4 separate regions of the Mus musculus genome follow, and regions 1, 2 and 4 are each linked to region 3. Evidence: chromatin contacts called from public Hi-C and promoter capture Hi-C data. All regions are on one chromosome and are shown on one strand. Each heading gives the region's core, a stretch centred on a gene start, on an enhancer-like site or on the middle of the called end of the contact. The rest is flanking DNA. Distances are from core to core; before and after follow the strand shown.

Region 1 (7,597 bases), core at 3,205-5,704, 9.7 Mb before region 3:
GGGTTATTTAACTTGTTAACAGGAGGAAAATGCTTTATTTCCCCCAACTTTTCATTGCAGGCTAAATGAGAAAATTCAGAACAGTTTCTTCATTTCAAATTAATGTATAAGAGGTGCCTTTGCTCACCAAAAAACAAAATCAAGTAAGTAGTGGAGGCAAGGAATGGGGGCGTAGCTCAGTGGAGTTTGCCCAACATGTAAAAGGTCTAGTCAAAAGTCTAGCACCAAAGGAAAAACAAACAAATCCCAAACCCAAAGAAATTTTTAGGATGTTAAGTTCAGAAGCTAGTTCCACACCCACTAGGCATGGAGACAACTACAGGCCCTCCTTTATTTACATTTCCATTAACTCAACTGGGTTATTTCTCAATCCTCTGCCATCAGTACCCTCTTTATCGAGGACGTAGGAAAGTACAGGAAATGCGCACAAAGGCATTTTCTTTTCCCAGACAGGGCCTCATTCCATAACCCTGGCTAGCTGGAATGCCCTTCCCAGGCAAGACTAACCTCAAACTCAGACTCATCTGCTTCACTGTGGTTAAAGGTGTGCACCACCAGACCAGGCAAACCGTCTAATTTTAAGTTACTCAAAGACCTAAGGAATGCTACAGTTGCTGGGTAGTGGTGGCGCACACCTTTAGTCCCAGCACCTGGAAGGCAGGCGGATTTCTGAGTTGAGGCCAGCATGGTCTACAGAGTGAGTTCCAGGACAGCCAGGACTACACAGAGAAACCCTGTCTAAAACACCCGCCCCCGCCAAAAAAGGAATACTAGAGTTACTAGAGTCTACATTAGAATGATTTAGCTGAAAATCAAAAGCAACCAAGGTTTAAAGGTATTGGGATAGCTACTTGTGTTCTTATCTGCAAAAATTCATTTTACTTCTCTGTGAGTAAATGTCTCCAGGCTTTTGCCTCTGTCTGCTAATCGTGGCCTAGGCCTGGAAGCTTCTAGCCTTTTGTACAATCTAATCATGGCCTAGAATGTTTTCAGCCTCCGAGGCTTACTGCTGAATAAGCTCACCTTTTCTAGTTCTCTCTGAGCTCTGGCTAGATGGTTCAACTCAGCTGCTCTGGCTCCAACTCATCTCCAGGCTGACCGATGCAATCTGGCTTTTCTCTCCTCTCCCAAATTGCTCTACTTGACATCAAACCTACTCTAGCAATCTGTTCTAATCTTCTGCTTTCTACTCATTCTTTGGCCGGTTTCGTTCTGCCTTCACCTTTGTCTAGCTTGTCTCTCTTCCACCTGTCACTGTACAACTGTGCCAGTGAAACTGCCTCCTTTTCTCTGCACTTCACCATAAGCAGCTTCCCCTTTTTCTCTCTTGTGAGAGTTATTTTGTCAAATCTTTCTGATTCATCAGATTGCCTGCCACTCAAATTAGACATCACTTTCAAACATGGCTGCTTCCTTCTACAAACTAACTTTACTGCTGTTTGGGATTAAAGATATGTGCCACGGGCTGACCTACATCACAACTAGAAACAGCACTCTTGAGTAAGTAACGCATCCTTGGGGTTCACAGTGTGATCAGGTATCTTGCAACACTCATCCTCAGTACTTTTCCAATGTATCTGTGTGCCAGGGCCTGTGGACAGAACAGCAAATGAAATCTAGTTTCTGCTCTCAGGGGACCTAAGTCTCGAAGGAAGCTGGCAATTGATAAGAAACTATAATAAAATACAAGGTAGAGACTATTCACAGCAGGCACACCCTACAGAGAAGTCGAGAATGAAGTAAAAGCTGAACAGACATGAAAAAAGATCAGACTTTAACAAGGGGTAATTGAAAGACCAAGCAGCCAAGGCAAGGTCAGCATGGCTAAGCACTTAGTGTTCCAGGACCGTGTAGCTTGGTAGTGATCAAGACACAACCAAATAGGCAAAAACAAAACCCCAAACTTAAAGAGCCGATCAGGTCACACCACCAGCTGGCACAGGAAGCAGTTAAGTGTCCAAGAAGAAAAATCAATGGCCTATCACTGGTGCAGTGTACGGAAAAATGGATGCAGGAGGCCAATTCCTTTCTTGGATCAAATTTTAGTTGGCCACAACTAAGTGAGATGACCTTTGGAGTGGACCAAACTGCATTTCTGGAACATCAGCTTTACAGCCTGTTACCTACAATATACTGACTCTTCCCCCCAAACTACCCAGAGATAGTTTTCTTCTCATCAGAAATCCCAATTTTTGGTAATATTAACTATACTGCTGTGAATGATTTGTTATGAAGCTTTCTTGTTTAAAACCATAAAAAGGGCATCTTGTAAAAACTAAATACACTGGGGCTGGAGAGATGGCTCAGCGGTTAAGAGCACTGACTACTCCTCCAGAGGTTCTGAGTTCAAATCCCAGCAACCACATGGTGGCTCACAACCATCTGTAATGAGATCTGATGCCCTCCTCTGGTGTGTCTGAAGACAGCTACAGTGTACTGATATATATATTAAATAAACCTTTAAAGAAAAAACAACCCGCCGAGCATGGTGGCTCACAGCTTTAATCCCAGCACTCAGGAGGCAGAGGCAAGTGGATTTCTGAGTTCAAGGCCAGCCTGGTCTATAAAGTGAGTTCCAGGACAGCCAGGGCTATACAGAGAAACCCTGTCTTGAAAACAAACAAACAAAACAAACAAACAACAACAACAACAAAAAACCCTAAATACACTATTCCAACCTACTTGCCTTTGGGTATCTAAGATTACAATTCTAATTAGCACTAAATAAATGTAATTTTTTTCCCTCAACTACGCTAAATTTGATTCTGGTTGACATTGGTGATAAATAACTTGTCTAATATTTCCACTATAGTTCAGTGAGGTAAAAGATGAATATAGCCATCTTCCTAACTTAATGTTTAGAAGAATTAACAAAGTTTAAAAAGCCCCTCATGGTCTAACTCCAGTTTTGAGCTGTAAATTTCCTTTCTGGAACTCTAACTTCCTTAATGTTTGTGTCCTCTTGAAAATCTCTATACTCAGCCTGACCCACTGTTGCCTTCTATCTAGTTCATTACTAACTCATTAGCTATGTAGATTTAACCCAAGAACCATTGGGCTGCTAAATACTAAAGAGCAACAGACACAAGATACTGATTTAATATGGGAGACACGAGTTTTAGTCAATACTTGATCCAAATTCAGTTCACAGCAGTTACACTGGGTGGCTCATGTGTACTCCTGCTTCAAGACAGGCCCTGGCTTCTGTGCATCTGTACTCAAGTGCACACAACCACGGATACAAAACCAACAAAGTAAAATAGAAGCCAGAGAGATTGCTCAGCAATTAAGAACACTCCGATGTTTTACAGTGCACCCAGGTCCAGTTCCCAGAATCTATAGGGTAGTTTACAGCCATTCAAAATTAAACTATAGATATGAACACCTTCTTCGGACCCTTGTCAGCACAGGGCCACATCAGATGTGGGGAAGAGGTTAGATTCTAAGATTTTTACTAGTTTAGAAGTACTGGCGCTGTGGATTGTCTCAGAAAAAGTCTGGCCCTAATTCCCAATTTTATGGAGCTGTACTACCTATAAACTTCAGGGTGGTTTTCATAGGTGGGAAAGAATGTTGGAGTGCCCACAGGATCTGCTTCCTTATTAATCTAGAAACTTGTGTTGTTCCAAGACAGTGTTTTGTTAGTGGATAAAGTAACTTTGCACTCTCCACACCCATATCCTAAGGGTGTTACTAGCCCACGCCCACAATCCCAAATTCCAGGGATTGCAAAGAAGCATCTGATCAAAAAATTTTGGACCTGTTTTCAAACACTTTAAACTACGAAACTTGCAGTAAAGGAGATTATTGGCATATTAACTTTACCAGAATAAACAAAAACCCTGATAGATTTTCTTGGTTGTTTATCTGCTTATTACAAGGTTTCTAGGCACTTGGTTAGTTTCTGGCCATTTCACCTTCAGAGTACTTTCCCACTCTGCTACTTTCCTTCCCGTCCCGGGGCCTTCTTTTGGCTATTTAAATAGGCTCTGGGTGCTTAAGAGTTTAACGCACGTCTTCCAGCGCCTGGACCATGTGTGCAGGCTCCGGGCCCCAGGCGCCGTCTTGGGGAACCCGATCAGGCACTTTGTCGGAAGGCCTGCATCCGACCTCGGGGCCGCACGTGTATGCGTCAAGCCTGCTAGCTCTCTGACGGAGGGCTGGGGGACCCTAGGGTCCGAAAGCAAGTTACTCACCTACGGCTGTCGCCATTATCCGAGGTGAACTAGAGGAGCAGACCGCGCGGGAAAAAAGGGCAGTGTTCTGGAAAACAAGGGCGACCACAGGATCAGAGGGCGGGAAAGGGAGGTGCAATATCAAGGACACGCCCTAGCCCCACAGCCCACCGGCGAACCCGAAGTACCGGGCTGGCTGTGCTTGGGGCTGGAGTCGTGTCCCCAGGCTTCCCGCCGCGCAGGCGCGCTGACGCGACCCCGCTTCCGGGCGGCCCCTCCCCGCAGGCAGCCAAAAAGTGGCGCGCATGCTGCAAGGCCCCCGCTGGCCGGAGAGGTTTCTGGGTTGGAGCGGACCAAGTCCTGACGGCCGGGGGACGGCGTGAGACCAGGGGGCACGAACGGCTCAGGTTTTCTGAGGGACCCACGCGATCAGCTGCGCCACTCTCATCACCTACTCCTTGGGCGCGGGAAAATAACGGAGCCTCCCACGTGCAGAGAAAGTAGCGATCCTGACCTCGGCCTCCTCCCCACCTCTTTGACTCCGTAGCCCCGCCCCTCTCTTTGCCCTAGCTGATTGGCGGAGAGCGGGAGGCAGAACTGGTCACGCCCCTTCTATGAAGCGCGCCGCCGCAGTAGCGAGAACCTAGCCCGCCCGGGAAGGAGGCAGTCAGTAGCGCGAGCCTCTTGAGGCGTTCGATAGCGGAGCGGACAGCTGGTTGGTGCTTGGACCACGCCGCGGCAGCAGGTCCCTCCACGTGCTTTCCGAGGCGCCATGGAGCTGGAGGAGTTGGGGATCCGCGAGGAATGTGGTGTGTTTGGGTGCATCGCTTCTGGAGACTGGCCCACGCAGCTAGATGTGCCGCATGTGATCACTCTGGGACTCGTGGGGCTACAGCACCGGTGAGCAACAGGATGGAGGGGTGGGGGTGGAATGGCAAGTATTTGCACAGTTCCACGAGCCGCTTCCCAGCTCTGTGCTACGGGGAACGCAAGACAATGAGGGTGGATCATGACTGGGAAGGGGGGATCAGGGCTAGGAGGGTGAATCTCGAGAATCAAGTCAAGTACCTACTCAGGATATTGACCAAGTGGGGGTGGGGTACACTTTGCCTGCATAGACTTTAACTTAGGCTGTCGCGTTGCTCCCGAGTGCTCTTTACAGGTTAGCTCCCAAGAATGTGCATCTCTCGTCGCGGGTTAGTTACTCTGGAGTTTGCTTTCACTAGCCAGGTTGGGAAGGGACCGTTCAGATCTCCTTGAAACTAGAACTGTTCTAGAGATAAGCTTCTGTAGGGTGGTGGTGCTGAAGGTCCTGCAACACTTGAAGGTTTTTCTATTTGTTGTTGTTTTGCACGGGGCCTCCTGCTTGCAAGAGCTTTGTTTGCAAGGGCAGAGCTACTGAGCAGATTTGTCAGCCTGAAAGCAGTTAGAGGTTTGGAGATCGTGAGTTTAAAAGTAGTTATAGCTATGAGAAATTGGGAGATGCCTTTGGGGCAAACAAAGAAAAAAAGACCTTTGCCTCCATAATTTGTTTCTTGACTTCACTGACAGTATTATGGAAATAATACAAACTAGGGTTTTGTCTCTCTTCAAAAACTATTCTATCACGGAGTTTTACAATACAGTAGCAACAATGTCTAGACCAGAGCTGGGCAGTAACCCTTTTTATCAATGTGGGTGCTACATGCATCACTAATGATTATTCTTACCAGACTTAGCCTAGAAGTTGTCCTTTTGCAGAGTCTTATTTGACATTCTACATACTCCGCATACATTTATTTAAAAAAAAGCATCTGGGGCCACCCTGTGGTGGCGCATGCCTTTAATCCCAGCAACTGGAAGGCAGGGGCAGGTGGATTTCTGAGTTCTGAGGCCAACCAGGTCTAAAGAGTGAGTTACAGGACAGCCCGGGCTATATATACAGAGAAACCCTGTCTTGAACCCCCCTCCCCCCAAAAAAATTGTTTTGAGAATGTGTGTATGTATATGGTGTAGGGGACTATGTTTTTTGTTGTTTTGTTTTGTTTTTTAAATTAGTTACAACTTGCTGGGTGCAGTGACTAGCTCAAAGCACTGGAGAGGTCTGCAGAGGCAAACTGATCTGGAGCTTTTGAGGCTACATAGCAAATCCTAGGCCTGCCATAGCTACAATGAGGCCCTGTCTCGATAAACAAACAAACTACAACTTATTCTTAGTGACTTGTCACTATGTTATTATGTTTCCTATACTTACTTTTTTTGTTTTGTTTGTTTTTTTGAGACAGTTTCTCTGTGACTGGCTGTCCTGGAACTGAGTTGGCCTTGAACTCAGAAATCCGCCTGCCTCTGCCTCCCCAGTGCTGGGATTAAAGGCGTGCGCCACCACTGACCAACCCTATACTTGCTTTTATATGAGAAAGCTATAAGATTAGATAAGGTAAGGACAATAAAGATAAGATGTGTTAGTGAATGGATTGTATTTTATAGTAGAGTTCATAATATCAGCCCTGGCAAACATAGCAAGACTAGTCTACCAAAAGAGATTGACTTTATTAGGATAACTTAACTAAACCAAGCAAGCCTTTGGTAGGAGACTAGTGTTGAAAATATGACTGTGGGTTGTTTTGTTTTTTTCTTTTTCTCTTTTTGTTTGTTTGTTTCTTTTTTTGTTGTTGTTGTTTTTGTTTATTGAGACAGGGTTTCTCTGTGTAGCCCTAGCTTTCCTGGAACTCACTCTGTAGACCAGGCTGGCCTTGTGCTCAGAAATCCACCCGCCTCTGCCTCCCAAACTCTAGGATTAAAGCCGTGTGCCACCCCTGCTGGGATTGTATTTTTCTTTTGAATAGCAGTGATAAGCTAGTTTCTTGGGAACAAACATGCTACCTAGCAACATAAGAATGCCATTAAGATTTGCTTAGATCTCAGTATAAATCCGGGCAATGCAACATTTTAAATTAGAGAGACTTCTTTATCTTTAGTAGAATTAGTTTTAACTGGGGAACCAGTAGAACACCATACCATGATGCTTAGGGAATATAATAAGTGCTTGTTACCCTAAAACAGTAGATCAGGGCCAAAGAAGGGTAAGAACACATTTTGAGGGGTGATGTGCTCAGGGTGGCACAGGGGCCTCACATGGAGTAAGCACACACTGTCTACCAAGTAACACCCAAGAACTAATGAACTAATGAATGTATACTGCACTGATGAATGTAAACATGGGAATATTAAAACCTGAAACCTAGAGAGGTGATCATAGGTGAGTATATAGTAGCATTATAGACACCAACCTGGAGAAACCAATGCAGAGAGGTGTGGCTTATTGTAGAAGCCTCCATTTTTCACATCTCACATGAAGATGCACTCATATAAGAGTCATAAAAATCACCAGATACTGTGTGGGCTTAGACATCGGGTCTAGTCATTTGCAGAGTTCTGAACAA
Region 2 (6,890 bases), core at 473-2,972, 7.3 Mb before region 3:
TAAGCTCAATTAAGGGTGAAAGTTACTCTACAGTGAAAAGTTGGCAAGTACCTAATAACTCAAAAAATTGTCCTATACGTTACTAGAAAACAGGACAGGATTGGTCCACAAGTAGAAACAGTCCTTCAACTTTGGTCAAAATGCAATTTCGCCAAGGATTATGATCAAACAGTAGACAACTTGCTAGAATCGCAATCTGTGTAAGACATCAACAGGAGAGAGTTCACCAACCTGGCATTTTCTTCTTCTGGCCTTTCAACTTCATTCTCATCTACCAAATAAAATAAAATAAAATAAAGTAAATAAAGAAACCAAGCTTAAGCAACAAGTAGTATAGAAATCTGAAGGGAAGATCACAAGCACTAACCTAGATCCTTTGCCAAGTCACTGTGCACATGCACGTCCCACGGGCCTACAAGCATAGCCAAAGTTAGATCACTTCATAAGCAAGACACATCTCTTATGGAAAGAAATACAAGGGGATTTACACATCATGCTAAGAGAAACCCCACACATTTCACATTTTAAGGGTAGTACCGATGCTGTCTTTCCACTAAAGAAATAATCAATTTTACAAGTTTATCGGAGTTTCATTACTAAAAGGCTGCTTAAGACGCTAACGTTCACTTTTATATAATCTATGAAATTTATGTCAAGAATGTATGCTCTAGGAAAGAACAAAATACTTTCAAATCTGGTATAACAGCCAAGGGGGATTACGACTTAAAGTTAAAACTCAGACATCAGACATGTCCCCTACAAAAACAAAGTACATGACGCATTAAATTTGGGGACACAAACACAAAACACCGAATACAAGCCTATGGGAAGAGTCACGAGATACAACTATGACGTGGACTATACAGGGCTCTTTAAAAAGCAAAAAACAAAAAATAAAAACAAAAACAAAACACTTCACCTTAATACAGGCCACAATTCAGGGTTTTCTTTATGGACCACAGTGTATTTCATCTGTTTCTTTTAATTAATACTTTTAAAGCACGACTTTCAGACAAGGAGGTACCCTTGCAGGTGCATCCCATACAAACTGACCATCAAGAAACAAGACGTTAGTTTCATTGCACTGACTTTATTTAGCTGCTATTACAGAATGACGGTTTCTGAAAGAAAGGGACGAGGAGGGGCACCCCATAGCCACTGAGCAAGAGAGACACCAAAGCGGCTCAGAATCGATAAAGAGCATGAATAGAGAGCGCAGAAGCGAGGAGGCCCGGGCGGTGCGGAGGAGGGCGACGCAGGGCTGCCCGGCCTCCTTGGCCCGCGTCCACCGCGCGGTGAGTGCCTGCGGGTCCGGGCGAAGGCCGGGAGCAGGCCGCACTCGGCCTAACCAAGGCCGGTTAGGGCCAATACGAGAGGCCTCGGACGCCTGGGCCTGAAACGCTGGGAGGAAGGCCAGAGAGAACCGGGGAGACAGACAGGAAGTTCCGTACCGCCATACAGCCACTCTTCCTCCTCATCCCCTCCGGTCCCGCCGCTCAGCTCCACCAGGCGCTCCACCTCGCCGGCCGACATGGCCGCCCCACGCACAAGTTAAAGGCGGCGGCCAACAGCTCTCTCAACCCCTTTTTCCAGCCTCGCCGTCCCAGGGCGCGAGAATGGGAGGGAAGCCGCCGGTAAGCGAACGAAGAGCGCGAGACTCAAATCTGGGGCCAACCTCGGTGGAGGCGGCGACCCTGAAGAGTCAGCGACCGATCCGTCTGCGCATGCGCCGCAGGCACCCAAGCGGCGCGGCGTCTCTAGGTGGTTACGCTTCCGCGGCGGCGGGCACCTGGGCCTCTCATTGCGCAAGCGCCGCGCGATTGGCTCCTCCCCCTCCCCGCCCCACCCCAAGGATTCTAGCTTAGCTTCTCAAGAGTGGCTTTCTCTGGGGCTTCTGGTCTTCTTTGAAGTTCCCTTCCCCCAACCTTCCTCCCACTCCCCAGTTCCCTTTGCTACACCATTGTTCTTTTCTGTCCCTGTTGCCTTTCTCCCTCCACTAGTCTATTTTAAAATCCTGAAGGCCAGCATCCCGCACGGGTTTGACTGAACCACAATTGTCAATTCGTCGAAATTTTAACAACCAACAAAAGAAAAATTTAATATATAAAGGATGCGTTCTCTTTGTTTAAAAAATTATTAGTATTGGGCATAGTGGCACTTGGTAGGCAGAGACAAGTCACCCTGGTCTACATAGTGAGTTCCAGGATAGCCTGGGCTATACAGGGAGACTCTGTGGCCGGAAAGTTTTATTTAAGTTACTTAAACTGGTCATCTGAGTGGAGGGAACCTTGGTTGTGAAAATACCTCCATAAGATCGGGCTGTAGACAAACCTGCAGGGCATTTTCTTAATTAGTGATTGATGAGGAGGGTCGAGCGTTAGACTTTATCTGTATCACTTGATTCCTCGTTACCTGAGTAGATCACGAGGGTTTTAATTCTTCTTAGTTTTGAACTCTTGTTTGCTATGCCCTGTTCCCCTGTAGGAAATTCTTAAATTGTTTCAACTTCTGTGTACAATTTCCTCGTAAAAATCTTCCCTGAATTCAACAAATATGTATGAAAGTCTACCCAAGTACTAGGAACTCTTCAAGACTATATAGATTGGCGGTTAAAAAAAAAATCCTTTCTTTCATGAAGCCTTTATTCTAATGGAAGATGATAGACACATCATGTTGATAAGGATTTAAAAATAATAGTAGCTGTAAAAAGACCCACGGCCAAGTGATTAAAAGGGAGGTATAATCTAATATCACGTGGTAATTAATTAATTAATTAAAATAAGTAGATCCCTTAATGGAGAAGGGCTGTAAGCTCTGTGGGTTTCTGCATGGGGGCTACTTGACAAGGAGATTAGGAACATGCAAAAGGCCCAGAGACAGAGAAGTTCCAGGCACCCAACTGCATTTGGAGTAGAGTGAAAGGCAAATGTAGATAAACTGAGTATGCAGATGGGGTGAGCAGGGTTGGGGTGAGGGGAGTAGAGCAGAGCTAAACTCTCTTTTAGACCACAAGTCTTATTGACTACATAGCCACTTTCCCCAGAATCTTCACTAGGCCAAATCTGCCTTCGTCTTGTTTAACTTTCACTTCCATCTGTTGTATGGTGCACCATATCCTTTTGGCCTTTGATACTATCTGCTTGAGAGTACCGTGGGCAGTTACCACCACCACACCGTGGTTAGCTCCATTCTCACTGTTAAGTGCATCTAAAGTAAAATTGGGTGGTTTCATGAGAGAGTTGATTGTCTTTTGCAGAGTGAATTGCTTTTCTTTCCAGTCTGGAAAAGAGTTTGTCTTTCAAATCATTGTCTAGACAAAGAGTTTAGACATCAACAACGAGTTGATTAATGAATGGTGGTGAATGCGGTAGGAGGCCTGCGTGGTGGAGGTAGCACTTGAGCTAAGCTTTGAAAATGATTTCTACAAAGCAGAGAAGCTCATAAAGCTCTAATGACCATCCTTCAAAGCCTCTTCCTTCCTTCTTTCCTCCTAAACTGAATCCTTGTATGGATATGCTTCCTTGGTTAGGATTAATCTCTCCATTTGCCATGGGAAACTTTGACATTAAATAATTTGACTATTTTATAGACTGTCTCTTGCTTCTTATATTATGAACTCATCTCACTACAATATCACATTTATCCTGAGTATACTTATTTGCCATCTCATTATTTATTGCTGTTCTAAGCAATGATGATGGTGATGTTGCTGCTAACCCAGGCCTGGCAGTGCATCCTGTCCTTCCAGGTCCTCTGGAGGCCAGGGCTAGAGCTTGACTCAGGCTAGCAGAGTAAGACTCCATCTCAGAACAATGTCAATAATAATGATATCATTTAATATGAAGTATACTTTTTTTTTTTGAAACAGGGTTTCTCTGTGTAGCCCTGGCTGTCCTGGAACTCACTGTGTAGACCAGGTTGGCCTCGAACTCAGAAATCTGCTGCCTCTGCCTCCCGAGTGCTGGGATTAAAGGAGTACGCCACCACCTACCACCACCCGGCTGTGAAGTATACTTTTGAGAAGTAATGAAAAGGAGTGCTTAGCTATAAGAATTAGACAATGAATAGATTACTGCTCAAATCATGCCAAGAGACCAGGTATGGTGGCATATGCTTTAGGGAGGTCAAAACCCAACTGTATACACACACACTCTCTCACACACAGAAACACACGAATAAAACTTTAAAATGAAAGCAATTGCCATGTGTCACAACTAGATGAATGATGTTAGGTGAAGTAAGTTAATCACAATAAAGCAGATAGTACAGGGACCCAATTATAAGACCCACAGTGCCAATGCAAAGAGAACAGGATTAAAGTAGAGGCTGACAAATGCTGGGGGGGGGGTGCAGGGAGCTGAGGTTGAGGGTGGCAATTGTTATTTAAAGGGTATATAGTTTTGAAACTATTTTGATTTTGCAAAATAAAAAGTTCCAAAGATTGGTTGTACAGCAGCATGAATGTTTTTTAATGTTTCCGAACTGTACATTTTAAAATGACTAATGGTGGACATGGTGGCACACACGTTTAATCCAAGCACTAGGAAGGCAGAGGCAAGCAGATCTCTGTGAGTTTGCAACGAACCTGATCCACATCATGTGTTCCAGGACAGCTAGGGCTGCACAATGAGATCCTGTCCACACATACTCACACACACACACACACACACACTCACTCACACACACACAATTAGAACAGTAAATTACTAAATTTTTTTATCTCATGCATGTTTCCACAATTAAATAATAATAATAATAATAATAATAAAACAGGTTCTAAACTGAGATGTGTAGATCAGTATATCTATTCCTCAACCCAATTCTCATCTTAGTAGCTGTGAAATGGACCCCAAAGCCTTTTGACTGTGTGGAGACAGGATCTCTCTGTCTCTCTCTGTGTGTCTGTCTCTGTCTCTCTCTGTGTATGTGGTGTGTGTGTGTGTTGGGGATGGGTGATTGTGCGTTTTCCACAATTGGCACATGGAGGACAATTTTTCCGGGTCCTGTTTTTCTACATTGAGTCCGAAGGATCAAACTCAGGTCATACGACTTGTGTTGCAAGCGCTTTTAGCCTTATGAGCCATCTTGCTGGTCCCAAAAGGTATTTCACGAGGCTGGAGTGCACCAACGCAGAAGATAACCTACACAAGACCAACTATTACGTTGCAGTAGTTGTTTGGCTTCTCCAAGTTCAGATGGGGGAAGTACTTTGCTTCAGACCAGGTTTTATTATTCCCGAGAATTCTTAACCTGGAGGAAAAGGTGATGAGAGCTGACAAGGGAGGGACGAACAAAACCCATTTCAATTCTTTCCTAGAAAGCTGCTGCCTCCAGCTTTTCAGGGACTATCGACCCTGTAAGCACATTCCGTTCCTCCTTCAAGTGCAGACGTTCCTTCCGCCAGCCCGCGCGCCTGATCAGCCAATGAGCGCCTAAGACGTCATCACCGCGCGCGCGAACGCCGAGCGTCAGAGACAGGCCCACGTGTACTGTGTTGACTGTCAAAGTACTCAGTACCCGGAAGCCCTGCGTTCTGACCTGAGTTCCCGCCCGTACGCCGGTGAGACCCCTGGCCAGCTGGCGATACGGGATCATGAGCGCCGCGGGCATACTGGCCTTTGCCCAGCAAGGCTGGGAGCAGGTGCTGGCCAAAGTGAAGTGGTCCGTGGTCTACCTGGACGCTGCCTGCGCCGAGAGCCTGCACTGGAGCTGCGGATCCAGCCGGCTTCTGGAGGCGGTGAAGGGTCCTGCGTGTCACCTGCGGGAATTTGAACCCCAGGCCATTGGCGGGGGAGCCAAGCAGCCCCGGGCGGTTTTCGTTTTGAGCAGCCCGCTGAAAGGCCGGATCGTAGACACTCTACAGAGTATCATTTGCCGCAGTCACTTTCAGCACTGTGTGGTGGTCACAGCCGTGAGCCACGCAGTCCACCTCACTGCTAACCACGTACCGGCCGCTGCAGCGGCCGAGCTCGAGGGGCAGCAGCCGGTGTTCGAACAGCTGGAGGAGAAGCTCTGTGAGTGGATGGGCAACGAGAACTATACGGCCGAGGTGCTCCACGTCCCGTTGTTTCTCGCCCCTGTTGCCTCCCATCTCGCTTTTACTCCAGCCTTTGCTACCCTCTTCCCACTGCTACCTCAGGATGTCCACGCTCTTAACAGTGCCAGACCCGACAAGAGGAGGCTGAGCAGCTTGGGTGAGGTGGATGCCACTGCCCTAACCCCAGAGCTGCTGCTGTACATCAGATGCCTCGTGTCAGGCCTCAGTTCTCTGTGTGAACATCTAGGGGTACGAGAGGAGTGTTTCGCCGTGGGTCCCCTCAGTCGGGTCATCGCTACAGATCTGGCAAATTATGCCCCCGCCAAGAACAGGAAAAAGACTGCTACAGGCAGGGCTTCTGTGGTCTTTGTGGATAGAACTCTGGATCTCACAGGTAGGTGGCATTTCTGGGAGTTGTTCATCTTCACTCTCCTAGCTAGAGGATCTGTTCATTGATTCAGCATATGTGTTTATTGGCCTCATATTGAGGTTGGCAATATAAAGATGAACTAAAAGAACCAGCCCCTAATTTGACAGCATCTGGAGTTAAGTTTTGTCTAGTGGAGAGTGGACATAGATAAAGCACAATTTTATTTGTTAAATGCTGTAAGCGGGCAAATATGGCTTTAGTGTGCGTTGCTTTTGATAAAACAACCGGGCCTAGTCCAAGAGACTGGAAAAAATGAGATGACCTTGACATGGAGGGAATTGCCATCACCTGAGACTCTTAGACATTTCCAGATACCAGTTGTCTTAATTAGGGTGTCTATTGCTGTAATGAAACACCATGGCCAAAACCGACTTGTGGAGGATAGGGTTTATTTCCTTACACTTCCACACCATAGTCGATCAT
Region 3 (6,618 bases), core at 2,573-5,072:
TGAGCCAGGAACGCTCTGCTCAACTGGAAGTGAGGTAATCTCTGATGCAGCCTCAGAGCGCTGGTCAGAGCATTGGCCAGCAAAGCACGCTGGTAAAAGCTCGCTGCTTCATGCAACCTGCAAATTACCAGAGGAAAAGTTATTCTGAGACTTCAACAGCTACCACGTCTCTTCCTCCTTTGTGAATTGCATCATAATTGCACAACACCTAAATCATTTAATTGTCAATAGAAAACAAATTACACAAATGTACTCCACACTCTGGGAAACATCTCTTCACATACACATCCAACTGATTAGTATAAAGCAGTCATACTTTTGTCAACTTAAAAGACCTGCAGAATCCATCTCAACCCAAGACATCTAGTTTTCCTCAGCTTTTCAACGAGCAGTCACACAAACTAGAAATAAAACATCCTAATTGGTATTACCAGATTACTGTTGCTGTTAAGTGGGCTTTGTGTTAGTCTTAATCCCATTTACAATTGAACAATTCTAAAGCTAAAAAGCAGTCATAGATACTGACCGAACACCTCTGAGTCAGAAACAAGATAATACATACCCAAGAAGAGGCAGAACGAACAGAGCGGAGCAATAAACTGTGAACAGGCGAGAAAGCCACATTGCTGTGTCCAATTTATTGGTCATCATGAATTGCTAGATTAAAAAAAAAAAAATTATGGTACCCTAAGCCCAAAAACTATGTTAAGGACAAATTATGCACTATAATCCTATGAAGAATATTGTAACACCATCTTGTAATATTTGCTTTTGCAGATCAGTAAGTGGAAACTCACGTTACTTAACCACTTGCTCACACATATGCTATGGAAAGCATGAGAAACACTTTCAGAAAAAAATCGAGACAGTAAAACTTTCTGTGCTATTTCAACATTTATAATAATGGCTCCATCTACTTTAAAACAACTTTAAATAATGACTAATGGCTCTCAAGAGAATTATAATGTCTATTCTTAGAAAAATCTCAAACCCACATAGTCAGGACTCAGAACTGAATAAAGCATCAGATATTAGGTCTGGATTAAATAATCCGTTAAAAAGAGAAGTGTAAAATCGTTGCAACAGTTGGCATAGAACTCATTCGTCTATAGACGATTATTTGTCTATGTATATGCAGAGGTGCCTAGCACCCCCAAGTCACTGGAAATAAGCCTATCAAATATGAACTGCTATCTGCTTCTCAGGTCCCATGCAAGTTTACCCTGGTATCAGTGGCCCTAGAGTAAGCTTATCATGAAAGCAAGAACTTACACCTGCTTTAGTGCGAACAAGCGCCTCATACCAATTTCTAAAGGGGCTTTTGTATCTTAACTCTAATGCTCAGAAATAATTCTAATACCAAGACGTCACATATGTGGGTATGTGAACTGAAAGGAGTCTCACAATACACATTCTCATTAAATGTGGTGGCATTGTTTCTAGCTGGTGCTTCCAATAAGCTGATTTTGAAACATATTCATGCATCTATCTGAGGTTTTTAAATACTAGTTTTAAGCAATGTCACTGTTTTTGTGCATGTAAACATTTTTAGGAAAAAATGCAAGTATATTTAAAATTCAAGTGTATTTTATTACATGCCTTTTAGTTACATGCTAGCAATTTCAAGAATAAAATATACTGCTAGTTTATTCTATCTATAATTCTGCGATGCTACTAAATTTAGCTGACTGGCAACAGCAGCAGTCAAATGCAAGGATGAAATCTAGATTACCATGTCAGTTTGTTCAGAGCCTTCTCTTTACAATCCATTTGTTGGGCCATCAAGACGGCCCAGCAGTAAAGGCACATGCTCCCAAGGCTGATGACCGAGGTGTGAACCCTGAGACCACCGTAGATGTAGAGAACTTATAAGAATACGTTGTCCTCCGACCTCCACACATGATACTCCCTAATGAAATAAGTATTTGTGTAGGGTTTTCATTCTTTAGCAAGTCACTGAAGTGTCCATTTTAGACATCTATTCTAAAGATTTGATTTTATTATTTTTAACTGTGAGTATGTGTGGTGCATACAGTAACCAAGGAGTCCAGGGGATCCCACTGGAGCTGGAGTTACAGGTGATTGTAAGTCCTCCCCCACCCCCCGCTGTGGGTGCTAGGAACTGAACTAGGGTCTTCTGCAAAAGAAGCACTCACTTATAAACACGAGCCCATCTACCCAGCCCTTCCTCTGGGTCTTCTGCACGTACGTACACTCCATTACACAATCAAGGAGCTGAAGAGGCTGGTTTAAGTAGAGTGAACGGCCTGGTATATATAGTTCCACAACAAAATATTTTAATGGATCATGGGACTGAAGACTTGAGGACAAATTATTCACAGTTTCAAAGTATTAGGCCAGACAACTTCTTACTTACAAAGGGTGAAATCTATTTTTACAATGGCAAATCAGTTGATTCAGGATCATACCTAATTCCCCAAAGAATCAACATAAAATGGTTCTTGTGTCCTGAGAAGGGCATAATCAAAATGTAATTTCAGTTTCTAGAGCCTTCTGTAAAACAGGTCTAGACTTTTGAAACTAGGTGTGTCTTCAAAGCCCAGAGATAATAGAGGGATTTCCATGGACTGACTGGGAGTAAAGAGGCAGAACAAATAAACACAATGGCTGCTTCCCAAAGAGGGGAAGGGACAATGGACAGTTAAGGAAATCTGCACGTGAACTACAAAGTAGATTAAAATGCATCCATGTTCAATTCCCCAAATGTAATGAAGTGGAAAATAATACTTAAGTATTTTTGGGTTATCAAAAATCTCCAAATGGGTCAGCAAAGTTAAGTGCGTGTACACAGTACAGGGGTGTTGTAAAAAGCTTTTTAAAAAAAAAAAAATCAAAACTTCAATTTAAGGGCAAAAACACAAAAACTACCTCGAGTCGACCTGTAGATCAACATTTTTAATTATAAAGTTTACAAACGGGCAGTCCTCCTCTTTGTAAACGACTAATCAAAGAAACACACCACTCTCTCCCCTTTGCAAAATTTCTTAAAAGGCTTGAAGTAGGTACAAAGGGCAATACTACGACGCGCACCACGAGGCATGTGGGTTGAATAGATGGTATTTTCCACCTTGGGGGCCGAAGACGATCGGAGACCGCGGTGTGGGAAGGGGCAAGGAGGCCAACATCCCTAGCTGACAGGTGACAGCCGCCTGCTCCAGAACTGCCTGTTGTCGCCTTTGAAACAAACTTGGAGCTCCTCTGGCCGCCACTCGGCTCCTCCCTAACCCCAGTCCGGCAGGCAGCGGCTTCTAGAACCCTCTAGCCCTCTCAAACACTTCCTGCTCCTCGCCAACTCCGGCTGATGGAGCCGGGCGACCAGGCCGCTCACTTACCACAGCGCCCGCCCCTTGGGGGCCGTTCGGGGTCGTATCCGCCATGGGAGACACTCGGGAGCCCGGGACGCTGCAACAGCAAAGAAGAGCAAAACGTCAGTGCGGGGCGACGACCCTCCGACCTGCTTTCAGAGCCGGCAGGAACCCCAAACCCCCGGAGGAACGGGCCCTCCCGGACGCGTGCAGCACACAGCCGCAGAAGTCCCCCTATGGCGGCCCGGTAATACCTGCCCCGCTCGGTCCAGACCGAAGCTGCCTTTCTAGAAAGACCCAAGCGAAGGCGGAGCTTCGGAGAAAGGCCTTAAAGGGCCGATCGACGCCGCCGGTTCCCGGGGTTGCAAAACCGGAAGTGATCCTTTCGTTTCCACGTGAGTCAGGCGGGACGTTGAGAGTCACCGGGCGTGGTTTCCGGAGGCATGACGGGAAATGCAGTTTTTCTCCTTGTTTTGGTTCCACCTTCCCTACGAGCCAATTGGCACGGAAATGTTAAGTAAAACCACCGAGGCAACTTTCGTCTTAACCGGCACTCAGGCGATTTTCCTCGCTGGCTTCCGAACCTCAAAAATCTCTCTACTTCCATATACAGAAGCTTCAGAAATATCTATGATCTCTCCAGATAGCGATTCACCAAACCCTGTGATTTAGTTTTCTTATTTCAAGCACTAGTGAAACCGGCTATGTGACAGACGCTTGGAGGAAAAAAAAAAAAAAAGAACATAACACTGACCTTCTCAGAGACAATAGAGCAAAAACGACCACAAGCTGAGTTAATCAGGGGTTTCTGGAAAAGTAATTCTGGCCATAAATCTTGAAGGGAAAGGAAAAATTGTATATGAAAAGGGAAGGAGGTTCCAAATAAGAGAACAGAGCAGGTAAAGTAACAGAATGAATCAGGACAGTTCGGTGTGAACTGAATGAATGGGTCTGGGGGGGGGTGAAAGATTTGAACTGCTGAGAGGCAGGGTGTGTGGCAAGAAAAACATTACATGAGGGCACGGGAGGGGTTGGAAGGAAAGGGGAGAAATGATGAAGTTATATTTTAATTAAAAATATTTTTAAAGACTTATTATGTATACAGTGTTCTGCCTGCATGTATGCCAAAACTTCTGAACTTAACTCTGCAATCTAGGGAGCCAAGCTACAACTTTAAGCAGAAGTGTGACATCATCTATATTAGAAAGATCATAGGGAGGCCATTGCACACAACTAGGGAGAGCAATGAAATCCTGAATTGTGTGATGGTGTGGGAGAAAAGAACAGGAAAGAAGACTTGAATGTGGCTTCCATAATTTCATGTCTGGCTAGATAAAAGGTATGCAGGGGTGGGGGTGTCGTCTGCAGAGACCCGGAGAAGAGGCATAGAGAAAAATGAAAAAGAAGAACAGAAGAGAGAGGTGGAGGACAGGAAGCTGACTACAGATCTATACTCCAACTTAGGAACCGAGTATCTCTAAGCTCCTACTCTCTCAGAAGTACAATTGCCTTTATGATTCATGGCAGCCTAGGCGCCAGTCAGCTGCTGTCTAGGAGTCAAAGGATGCTCGGTAGAATGTTGTAAACTTTTCTTCTAAGGCCAATGTCCACATTCAGGTCCCCACAATCTCCAGTCTAGATTCCCTATCACCCAAGCTCAGCTAACACATTATCTTCTCTGCATTGCTGGAGTATAATTTGTCCCCTATTTTAGAATATTTATCATTGTCTAATATTTCTTTTTGATTATTTGTTTAATCTGGCTCTCCCACCATGTATGGGTAGTGTGTGTGTTTGTGTGTGTGTGTATGTGTGTGTGTGTGTACATGCACACATGTGTATCTTGGTTTACCTGGGGTGTCAAATACAACAGACTGAGTAGTTTAAACAACGCAACTTCTTTTTCCTCACAGTTCTAGATGCCTGGAAATTCTAAATCATTTTATCAGCAAGATGAGTTTCATTCTAAGACTTAGTGTTGCTGACTAGATCAGTGATCTTTTTACTCTTAGTAGCAGAATTTGATTTCCTTCTGCCTCTTCTGTATTCCCGAATTTTCTGACTATAAGTAACTATACGTAAGTAGATAACAATGCATCTGATTTATACTAAAGTTAGACCTTCAGTCTTCCCACTCTCCATAATAGCTAGATTTTCTCCTTGTGTTCCTATCTCTTCTAAAATATAGAAATCTGGAAGGCAAATGGAGTCTGTTTCTAAGTCCATCCTCAAGCTTCAGATGAAACCGTACGAGCAGATGTCATTTCAGTTTCGGTTAACTCAGTTCCAGGCCATTTGGGGACAGTAGAAAATAGACTGAGTCCACAGTGGAAGCTGAAGCTGCTCTGCAAAGGCACGAAAGCAAAGATTCTGCCGAGAGAATGTTTGCATCTTCCGCCTGATAGTTCTCTCTTTCTCTTCCCTCACTGCTTTCCAGCTTCGAAAATTACTCTGAGCACATTTTATTTATGGGTTAGGGCAGGCAGGCAATAGCATGTGTGTAGAGGTCAGAGGACAACTTGTACGCACCGTAAGCATAGTAATTAAAACCTTAAGTGTAATATTAACCATCACCCTATGTGAGTATGAACCCAGAATTCACACAGTAGGAGATCACCAACTCCTGAAAGTTGTCCTCTGACCTCCATACCTATGCCATGTCATGCCTGCCCTAACCTATAAATAAAATGTAATTACAACACACACACACACACACACATACAGCTTTCTCAGGGTGTACAGGCTGTACCCTGTCAGCCCATTTCCTCCTTTTCCCAGATGTTGAAGACTATTCTTAAATTGACTGAGCTCCTAAAATATTCTGTTCTGGCAAGATAACAGGTCATGTGACTAACTGGTATTTTTGCTTTTGTAATCAAACTCTGTCTAGAAAAGATGATCAAGACAAAAGCAAGACATGCATGTTAATATAAGACCCTGCCTACACTTAGTCAAAATACACATAATCAAGTGGGTTTGCCTTTATAAATAAACCCTGGGCAGACATGGCTAGGTGCTGCATCTTGGGAGTGCTCTCAGGCGCAACCCTGATGCTGGTTTGAGCACCAGTACCTAGATAATAAGCCTCTTCTTATTAAAATGTATTCGTGGCCATGATGAAGCCCCAAGTAACCTCTAACCCTCTAATAGCAGTAATCAGGCTCGGCAGCAAGTGCCTTTACCGATGAGCCATCTTGACGGCCCAAGACATCTTTTTAAATACACCGCATGGGCTTGGATTACCCATACAGCAGTGTCCCCCTCATGTGAGGTTTCACTCAGTGAAGCTGCA
Region 4 (7,557 bases), core at 2,046-4,545, 5.3 Mb before region 3:
TACACGGACTGGGCAGATGGGGCATGGTTGAGGGGTTATATAAGGGACTGCGATTGGGGGCTAGAGAGAGATTCCTGCTTGCATGTTGAAAGGTTCCTGAATAAACTGCTTTGAGAAGAATGCTGTGTCATCGCTATTTTCTGCTGGTTGGAGACAGAAGCGACAGTTAATGTCTGATGACATTAGGGTTGTGCTATAATTAAAGTGTGCACCCCAAATACATTATATAAACTTAATACCTGGATTAATAGTTTGATGGTTTTTGGAGCTGAAACCTTTGGGAGGTAATTCCAGCTAGATGCAGTCACGAAGGTGCAGCCCCATGGTGTGATTAATGGCTTTAAAAGAGAGAGGCCAGAGCTTGATTTTCTTGTTATTTAACAATTTAATGTCTCTTGCCATGTTATGACCCAGCAGGAAGTTCCTCACCAGCTTCTAGCACTTTCCCAAGCTATAAGAATAAATCTCTGTTCTGTTAAGTTTAACTAAGGCACTCATAGTTACCCAGAATTCATCTGTGGCCTCGTGTATTGTTATAGCAACAGAAAACAGACAGAGGCCAATGTCACATTGCTTCTAGTTTGGAGCTATTTTGAACATCCTTCCAACAAACTCAGGTATATGCATTTATGTGTGTAGTTATGTTTTGCTTTCTTTTGGGTATATATCCAGAAATGGATGGAACTTCTTTTTTGTTTGTTTGCTTGCTTGCTTTTTTTTAAACAATTTTTTATTTGATATTTTCTTCATTTACAATTCAAATGCTGTCCTGAAAGTCCCTTATACCCTATCTGCCCTGTAGCCCCCCCCCCTCCCCTGTTCCCCAACCTACCTACTCTGGCTTCAAAATGGAACTTTTTAATCATAATACTTTGGTAGTACATCAAATCTATTTTTGACTTTTAAGCAGTTTCCACTCCTACCAGAAAATCTGAGCACTCCCAATGCTTGGGACTGTCACTTTATTCATCTTTTTTTCACCTTATTAAGTTTTAAAACTTTTTGTGGGAAAAGTTTTTTTTTTTAATTAAAGTCAAATACAAGCTCAAAGTTATATTTCTCACTCTGTAAACCCATAGCCCTTTGAAAAACATCAAAGAACCTTTATTTATGTTGCTATCTGAAATTTCAAAGTAAACATAGCAGCATGAAAAACTTGAAAATGTACTCTCCACTTACACATGCTCCTGTGTTGTTCTGCATGGTCAAGGCTTATGATGTAATAGTATTTGTTCATGCAGTGAGCTCATAACATTGTTTGATGTCAAAGTGGTTATCATTATAAATTCTCATTACATTCATGGAAAAATTTGAATAGGTGAAGTTTTTGCCTTTTAAAGTACTCCAATATAATTGGAATAGCCGTATGTGTTTTCCAGCTTTCTATGAACCATATCACATTCCTGAGATAAACTCCCTTAAAAAAAGGAAAAGTGTGCTTTGGTCTATGGGTTCCTGAGGTTTCAATCTTAAAAGACTGGCTTCACTGATTTGTATTTGTGGTTAAATGATATATCATTCTAGGCATGTGTGGTGGGGGCCAAATCTCATACCTCTAGGAGAGAGAAAGAGAGAGGAAGAGAGGGAGGGAGAAAGGGAGAGAGGGAGGGAAAGAGGGAGGAAGAGAGGGAGTTAGGGAGGGAGAGAGAGAGACAGAGAGAGAATCCTTCAAGGGCATACCCCTTGACTTAAACCTCCAGCCACTTACAGGTTTCATTACAAAGGCCGAGGAGTAACTAGTTTCCACGTGGCTTATCAGGACATTGCAGATGCAGAACATTAAAGAGAATTACACAATCATCATATGTCTAAGAGAGGAGGCCAGGAGTCACTTTACCTAGTTGCAACCCAGGCCCTGCTGGAGTGTTGAAAAAGATTTTTTTGGTGTCATTTATTTATTAAAAATTGGTTTCAATGATGAGACTCCACATGTTATTAAACAGGTATGTAAAAGAAAAGGAAGGAATGCTTGTTTGAAGCTCTCGATAAATATTAGAATAGTTTATAACTAATGTTTGGAGGACTGGAGGGAATGTGTTCTCAGGAAGGTTTAGTATGGAGATTTGGACAATGTGCTAACGCAGATCTGTGCTACACACCAAGGTTCTATGAGGGTCTCCTTATCATCAGCCACCTCAATATTCCCTCGACATTTACTGGTTTTGGATGAATTATAGGCCATGATGTAATACCTATGTACAAGAAATTAAAAACATGATAGAATTAAAGCTTAGTTTCAGCACAATTACCTCTCTATGCTTTAGTTTTCCCAGTGGTAAAATTGGAATGATAAATAAGGTTATTTTGAATAAAAAAAAATATTGACACAATGGACATGATGATGAAGGCCTGGAGCCCCAACAACTTCTAAGGCTGTGGTGAGAGAATCATGAGTTCAAGAACAGCCTAGATAATATTAAAAAAACTCATCTCAATAAATTATAAGTGTAAAACTTTGTATATGTGCAAACACACACACACACACAGACACACACACATATATATGTAAATATTTTGTACACTCCTGGACACATTGAATGGCATCTAAATATATTTGTGGTAAATGTTGGGAAATTAACTAAGCTGAAGGGTAATTTAAGGATTGTATAACTTCAAATATCAACAAAAATTCAGCTCATTTTCCAAGAGACCACTAAATGAATTTCTGCAATCTATACGTAAAGATTAGCTGCTGGCTTTCAGTTATTTTCCTTAATGAATCTACTGGAGGGAGCAGCCTTGAAAGGAAAAGAAGCAGTCTCTAAGGGAAAGCTTGTTTTAAAGTATAAAAGGTGGTTAATACTAGGGGCTAGATTTCATTGTGAGTTCTGAAAGCTTTCTCCACTCAAACCATTTTTTCCTACAATGCTCCCGTGGCTCTTCTGATCCTGCTCCCCATGGCGTCTTCTGTTTTCTAAGTACTTCCTGGACGAGGACCTGCCTGCTACCTGCAAGCAGCAAGACTATGGCGAGAACAACTGTTTGTGAATTTTGCCCTCTCTGAATCCTGAAACCTCGCGTATTTCCTGGGAGCAGCCGCCAGTAGCAGCATGCTCCCGGCACGCCCACCAACGGAGGCGTCTACTTTTCATGAGCCTCGGAACACTCTGGGAAATGTAGTTCCCCAAAGGCCGCGAACGACCGCGCATGCGCACTGAGCATTCCTTCGTCTCTTCCGGGAAAAAAAAAAAAAAAAAAAAAAGCTGCCTCGCTGCCACGCATTCTGCGGTCCGCGGGCGGAGGCTTCTGGGAGTTGTAGTCCCTGGCGGTGGGCGCCGTCGGTAAGGAGACGTAGCTTTTCGGTGCGGTCCACTTCAGCAGTTGGTTCCCGGCCGCGGCCGCGGCCGCACGGTCAGTTCGCGTTTCTGTGCCTACCGCACTTCTCCTGAGGCTGAGGAGAATTTCCCGTGGCTGGGTTTTTCCTGTCCCGGGTGGGCTCCTCGTGGCTCCGTGCTTCTTTTCTGCCCTCCGTCTTTTCCCTCCTCGCCCGTCGCTCGAGCCTGGGCTTGGCGGGACTCGCCCTCGGGAGACACAGGGCCGCAACCTCCTCAGACCCGGGTCTCCGTGTCGCGGGGTCCGTCCGCACCCAGCCTGACCCTGCGGTCCCTCGGCAGCCGCCTCCATCCTCGGACGCCCGTTCACGCTCCTTCTCCTTTATCTCTCCGCTGCAGGGATGGACGCTCCCTGGCGCCAGGTGGCCGCTGGCCGAGGCCGAGCCCGAGGACGGGCCACCGCAGTGCCCCTCTCAGGAAATGGAGTCCCTTTTGGTGGCGCTGGAGGAGGGCGAGCCAAAGGGTCTGGGGGCGCGGTGTCTTCGGGCCCCGGCCCCGGGGGAGCAGCAGCTCTGGCCCCTGCGGGTCGCGGGCAGCGCTCAGCTGGAGGCGAAGCCCCGCAGCCCCCGGGGGCCCGGGGTGAGGATGGCTCAGGTGAGGATGGCTCGGGTCTCCCGCCCCACCAAACTCCCCAAGTCACTTCCCTACTTATCGCTGGCTGCCAGGGCCCTCCAAGTCTCTCATTCACTTTTTAACAGCTCCCGGAGTTTAGTCTCAGGGAACCGTCTCCATTCAGGCAGATTTTCATCTCATCGCTTGCATCCTCATTTTAATTGATAATTGCCTTTGTTAGTCACTTTCTTCAATTGTGTGCAGCTGATTTGGTTAACTCAGTAAATGGATCGCCAGAGTTTGTTTTCTTTTATAATCTAAGATGTTTAACATCTGTCGTAAAATAGGACCTTGTGCTTTCGCATCTGTGTGTATGGTAACAGCAAGCTAGGCTAAGGTCTCAGAATTCCATTTACGAACAGATTGGGAACTCCATTCTTCATTAATCAACTCGACTTTCAAGACCAGTTGTTGATAGCCATCTTTCCCAGGCTACCTGACTTTTTGGACCCTGTAAGCGTTTTGGTTGTTGTTTTTAACTGATCCCAGTGCAGAAATTCCATGTCTTTCCATGATGTATCAGGTGTTGCCACGATGGATTTGCCAATAGCCTTGGTCCAAGATCTTTTAGGGCGACGTTGAGAGTGTTTATACATAACACTCCAGATAAAAGAGAGTGGTCCCTGAAAGTGTTTTGTGTTTGGAAGGTATTTTTTCAGAAGAGGTTTAAAATTTTTATTTCTGAAATTATAGTAGAATTGCATCAGTTCTCCCTTCCTGCTAGGAGCAAAATTGAGTCTCTGCGTGGGGTTTCCCAGGGTAACTTGAAAGTTAGTTTGCGTTGATTTTGCTGGCAATTGGTCAGTTAATCATAGAGGTGCAGTGTGCTATTTAGAGACCTATGAACAAGTTGGTAAGCTGGCTTGGGTTTTGTGGATAGTAGGAAAGCAAGCATTCTCTACATAGTATATAGTATATAGTATATAGTATATAGTATATAGTATATAGTATATAGTATATAGTGTATAGTGTATAGTATAAAGTATATAGTAGTTGACATTTGTGAGGAAGGAATAAGTTAAGACAATTACCTGGTCACTTTGTGTGGTGACATTCTTCCAAATGGTACTAGGTACATACATGTACCAAGTGTCATCTCTTCCCAATTCAGCTTTTTTTAACAACCCCCCCCCCCCGGCTCATTCCCAGAGATTAATGACCTCCTTGTAATTTTGAGATGTCTCACAGCAGTTACTGCTCTTCTTTTTCTGTGTTCTCAAAGATTTCTAAAGAAAGCCTCATATACATTATCTTCCGTTTTTACCCAAAACAGTCTGTTTTGGTTGATAGTCACCACTCAAATTAGCTGCAATAAGAAAAGGAAAACATTTCCTGAGGGAAAGAAAGGGTACAATATCCTTAAGTACAGATACATCAACTAAAATGAGATTCATTTTGGTGGTGTCTGACGAATGAAGTATGTTTTAGTTAGTGATTTAGAATAGTAAACTTTAAAATTCTCTAAACACGAGCACCAGTGCATACAATTGAGCAAGCTTGTGAGTCTTTTCCTAAAACACCATTGCTGTCTACTGCACTTGTTAGCTGGAGTACATACAAGCGCCAGGATTCTTACTCTCAGAAGCTGGAAGTCTCCTTGGGAACAAGTGTTATTTAGCATCTCTTTTCTGGATAATAGTAGAACAATTCAATCCCACTTTACTTTTTTTGGAGGGGGGAGTGAAATTGTTAGAAGCATGTTTTTTTGTATTAACATCTTGTGTGACCACAAAAATATCAATTTCACTTTGAAGGCTGGAAAGCTTTGAGCCTCCTACGAAGCAGCTAATAAACGCAGTAGAGAAACCGTGGATATTATCATTGTAAAGGTTTTGGGGGCTGGACTGGGTTCCTGAGACTGGTTTGAAGAAGCACTACCTCCTGTCACCCTGGCGTGCTTCCACTGAGTATAGTCCCCATCTCCTAAGTCAGACTGTATAATGTATTTTAATGATTTTTATTATTTATTTATTTTTGAGACATTGTAAGACTATCTTACTACATAGCTAACCCTGGCTGGCCTTGAACTCAGAGATTCACCTACTTATGTCTCTTAAGTGCTAGGAAAAAAATATGTGTGTTGTTGCCATACCTGGTTTGTATAATTTTTTTTTTTTTTTTTTGAGTTTATTATGTAGCTTTAGCTGTCCTGGAACTCTCTGTGTAGACCATGTTGCCCTAAGAGATCTACCTTCCTCTGCCTACAGATTGCTGGGGTTAGAGGCATGTGCCCATGCCTGGCTTGTTTAACATCTCATTCCCATTAATTTTTTTATTGGTGTTTTTATTTAGAGGCTGTTCGTGAAGTGTTGAGTACCATGACTGTATTTTAGAACATGTCATTAGTTTGTTAGTCTTTGCATCTATAGCACTTGATTCTTTTGGGTAGGCTACTTCTAAAGTTAGTGTTTATTGTGTTGTTTTCTTTGGTTCTGTAGTAAGGAATTAGATTTTTTTCCCCCCTCACAATTTGTAAGAAGATATGATGTTCTAAGGGTGACTTTCAAATGTGTGCTTAAAATTGATATAGTAGTCAAATAAACTGGAATCTTACTGATCCGGAAAAAAAAAAAAAAGAGGTGTCATTCTACAGCATGGTTTGCGAGGACACGGATTTGCAGAAATGAAACTCTTTTTGTTTGTCAAGCAGAACTAATGTCTCAGAAGAAATTTGAGGAGATCAAGAAGTCCAATCAAGCTGCAGCCAGAAAGCTGTTGGAGGAGCACTGCAGCTCTTCCTCTGAAGAAGAAGGGGATGAAGACTTGGAAGGAAAACAGGGGAAAATTGTTGCTAATACATTCACAACATACACTACTCACACAGGTATTATCTTACTGATTTGGACATTTGCACTATAAGTAGGATATTTCTGATATTGTTTATAATTTAAAGTACTATAGGATCATTTTTAGTGTGGTCATCTTGTAAAGCTGAGGACATTTTGGTATTTAAATTACATGTTGTTAATCCTAATCTTTGTATAAAATAGATTATATGGCAAGTGTCTTTTACAACCCTAACTCCCAGAGAAATAGGTAGGGTAGGTGGCTACTGGCTGTGATTCTGATGGGCACAGGGCTTCAGGGACCCCTTCAAGGTAGTCTTCATTTTCTTCTCCTTTTTATCACATTAAAAGTGCCTTAAAGTCCATTTCATTTCTTGACTTTATTACTGTAGTGTCATATCTTAATTTTGATTTTCATACTGTTTTTAAAAAATTAAATCTTTAAAGGCCTGACATGTATATTCATTATCTGTTTTATTTGTTTGGGTTGTGTTTAAAGTATGCCCCCTCTTTTTAGTTAACGTGAGAGAGGGCCATCGAGATACTGGTATGTATACTTATTAGTATCAAGTAATTAAAATAAATGGTTTCAAAGATCAGCATCTATATTCTTACAGTTTCTAAATTTTATACTCATGTCATTAGAAACATTAACATTTCTCAGTACTTTTATAGATATATTTCATGCTGTTTATACAGTCTTACGTTAGTTACGCATGCTTATAGTCCCATTTAGTTCTTTAAAATCTTGTTAGAGCTAGTAAGAAAAAAAAAAGCTCAGAAAATTTCTAGGAAATGGCTCTTCATAGGAGAGAAGATTCTCCTAA

The links. Promoter capture Hi-C pulls out the DNA fragments that hold promoters and counts their contacts. Hi-C and Micro-C count contacts between places; a contact is called where the count stands out from the background.
Region 1: a Hi-C map of CD8 T cells shows a contact between it and region 3, with 8 times the contacts expected there. The contact joins the promoter of Ppat here to the promoter of Tmem33 in region 3. A contact is called at or near these places in 1 of 39 promoter capture datasets (pre-B cells) and 1 of 484 Hi-C or Micro-C datasets (CD8 T cells).
Region 2: a contact with region 3 is called in a Hi-C map of CD8 T cells, with 6 times the contacts expected there. The contact joins the promoter of Fip1l1 here to the promoter of Tmem33 in region 3. A contact is called at or near these places in 2 of 39 promoter capture datasets (liver and pre-B cells) and 2 of 484 Hi-C or Micro-C datasets (CD4 T cells and CD8 T cells).
Region 4: a promoter capture Hi-C map of pre-B cells shows a contact between it and region 3. The contact joins the promoter of Nfxl1 here to the promoter of Tmem33 in region 3. A contact is called at or near these places in 3 of 39 promoter capture datasets (cranial neural crest, liver and pre-B cells) and 2 of 484 Hi-C or Micro-C datasets (liver and pre-B cells).

What each region holds. Positions count from the first base shown.
Region 1 is chr5:76,948,435-76,956,031 of GRCm38.p6, reverse strand. Ppat (phosphoribosyl pyrophosphate amidotransferase) reads left to right here and starts at 4,454. Exons shown (of 11, transcript NM_172146.2): 1 at 4,454-5,075. The coding sequence starts at 4,948. It overlaps Paics (phosphoribosylaminoimidazole carboxylase, phosphoribosylaminoribosylaminoimidazole, succinocarboxamide synthetase), which reads right to left and starts at 4,730. Exons shown (of 9, transcript NM_025939.3): 1 at 4,197-4,730. The coding sequence starts at 4,212. It overlaps LOC115486295 (a long non-coding RNA gene), which reads left to right and starts at 5,082. Exons shown (of 2, transcript XR_003955939.1): 1 at 5,082-7,597.
Region 2 is chr5:74,530,323-74,537,212 of GRCm38.p6, reverse strand. Fip1l1 (FIP1 like 1 (S. cerevisiae)) reads right to left here and starts at 1,722. Exons shown (of 18, transcript NM_001159573.2): 1 at 1,452-1,722; 2 at 368-412; 3 at 232-271. The coding sequence starts at 1,533. Scfd2 (Sec1 family domain containing 2) reads left to right here and starts at 5,471. Exons shown (of 9, transcript NM_001114660.2): 1 at 5,471-6,431. The coding sequence starts at 5,594.
Region 3 is chr5:67,257,769-67,264,386 of GRCm38.p6, reverse strand. It overlaps Tmem33 (transmembrane protein 33), which reads right to left and starts at 3,822. Exons shown (of 8, transcript NM_028975.4): 1 at 3,581-3,822; 2 at 3,354-3,423; 3 at 563-657; 4 at 1-117. The coding sequence starts at 3,398.
Region 4 is chr5:72,555,383-72,562,939 of GRCm38.p6, reverse strand. It overlaps Nfxl1 (nuclear transcription factor, X-box binding-like 1), which reads left to right and starts at 3,295. Exons shown (of 23, transcript NM_133921.3): 1 at 3,295-3,351; 2 at 3,672-3,926; 3 at 6,595-6,768. The coding sequence starts at 3,674.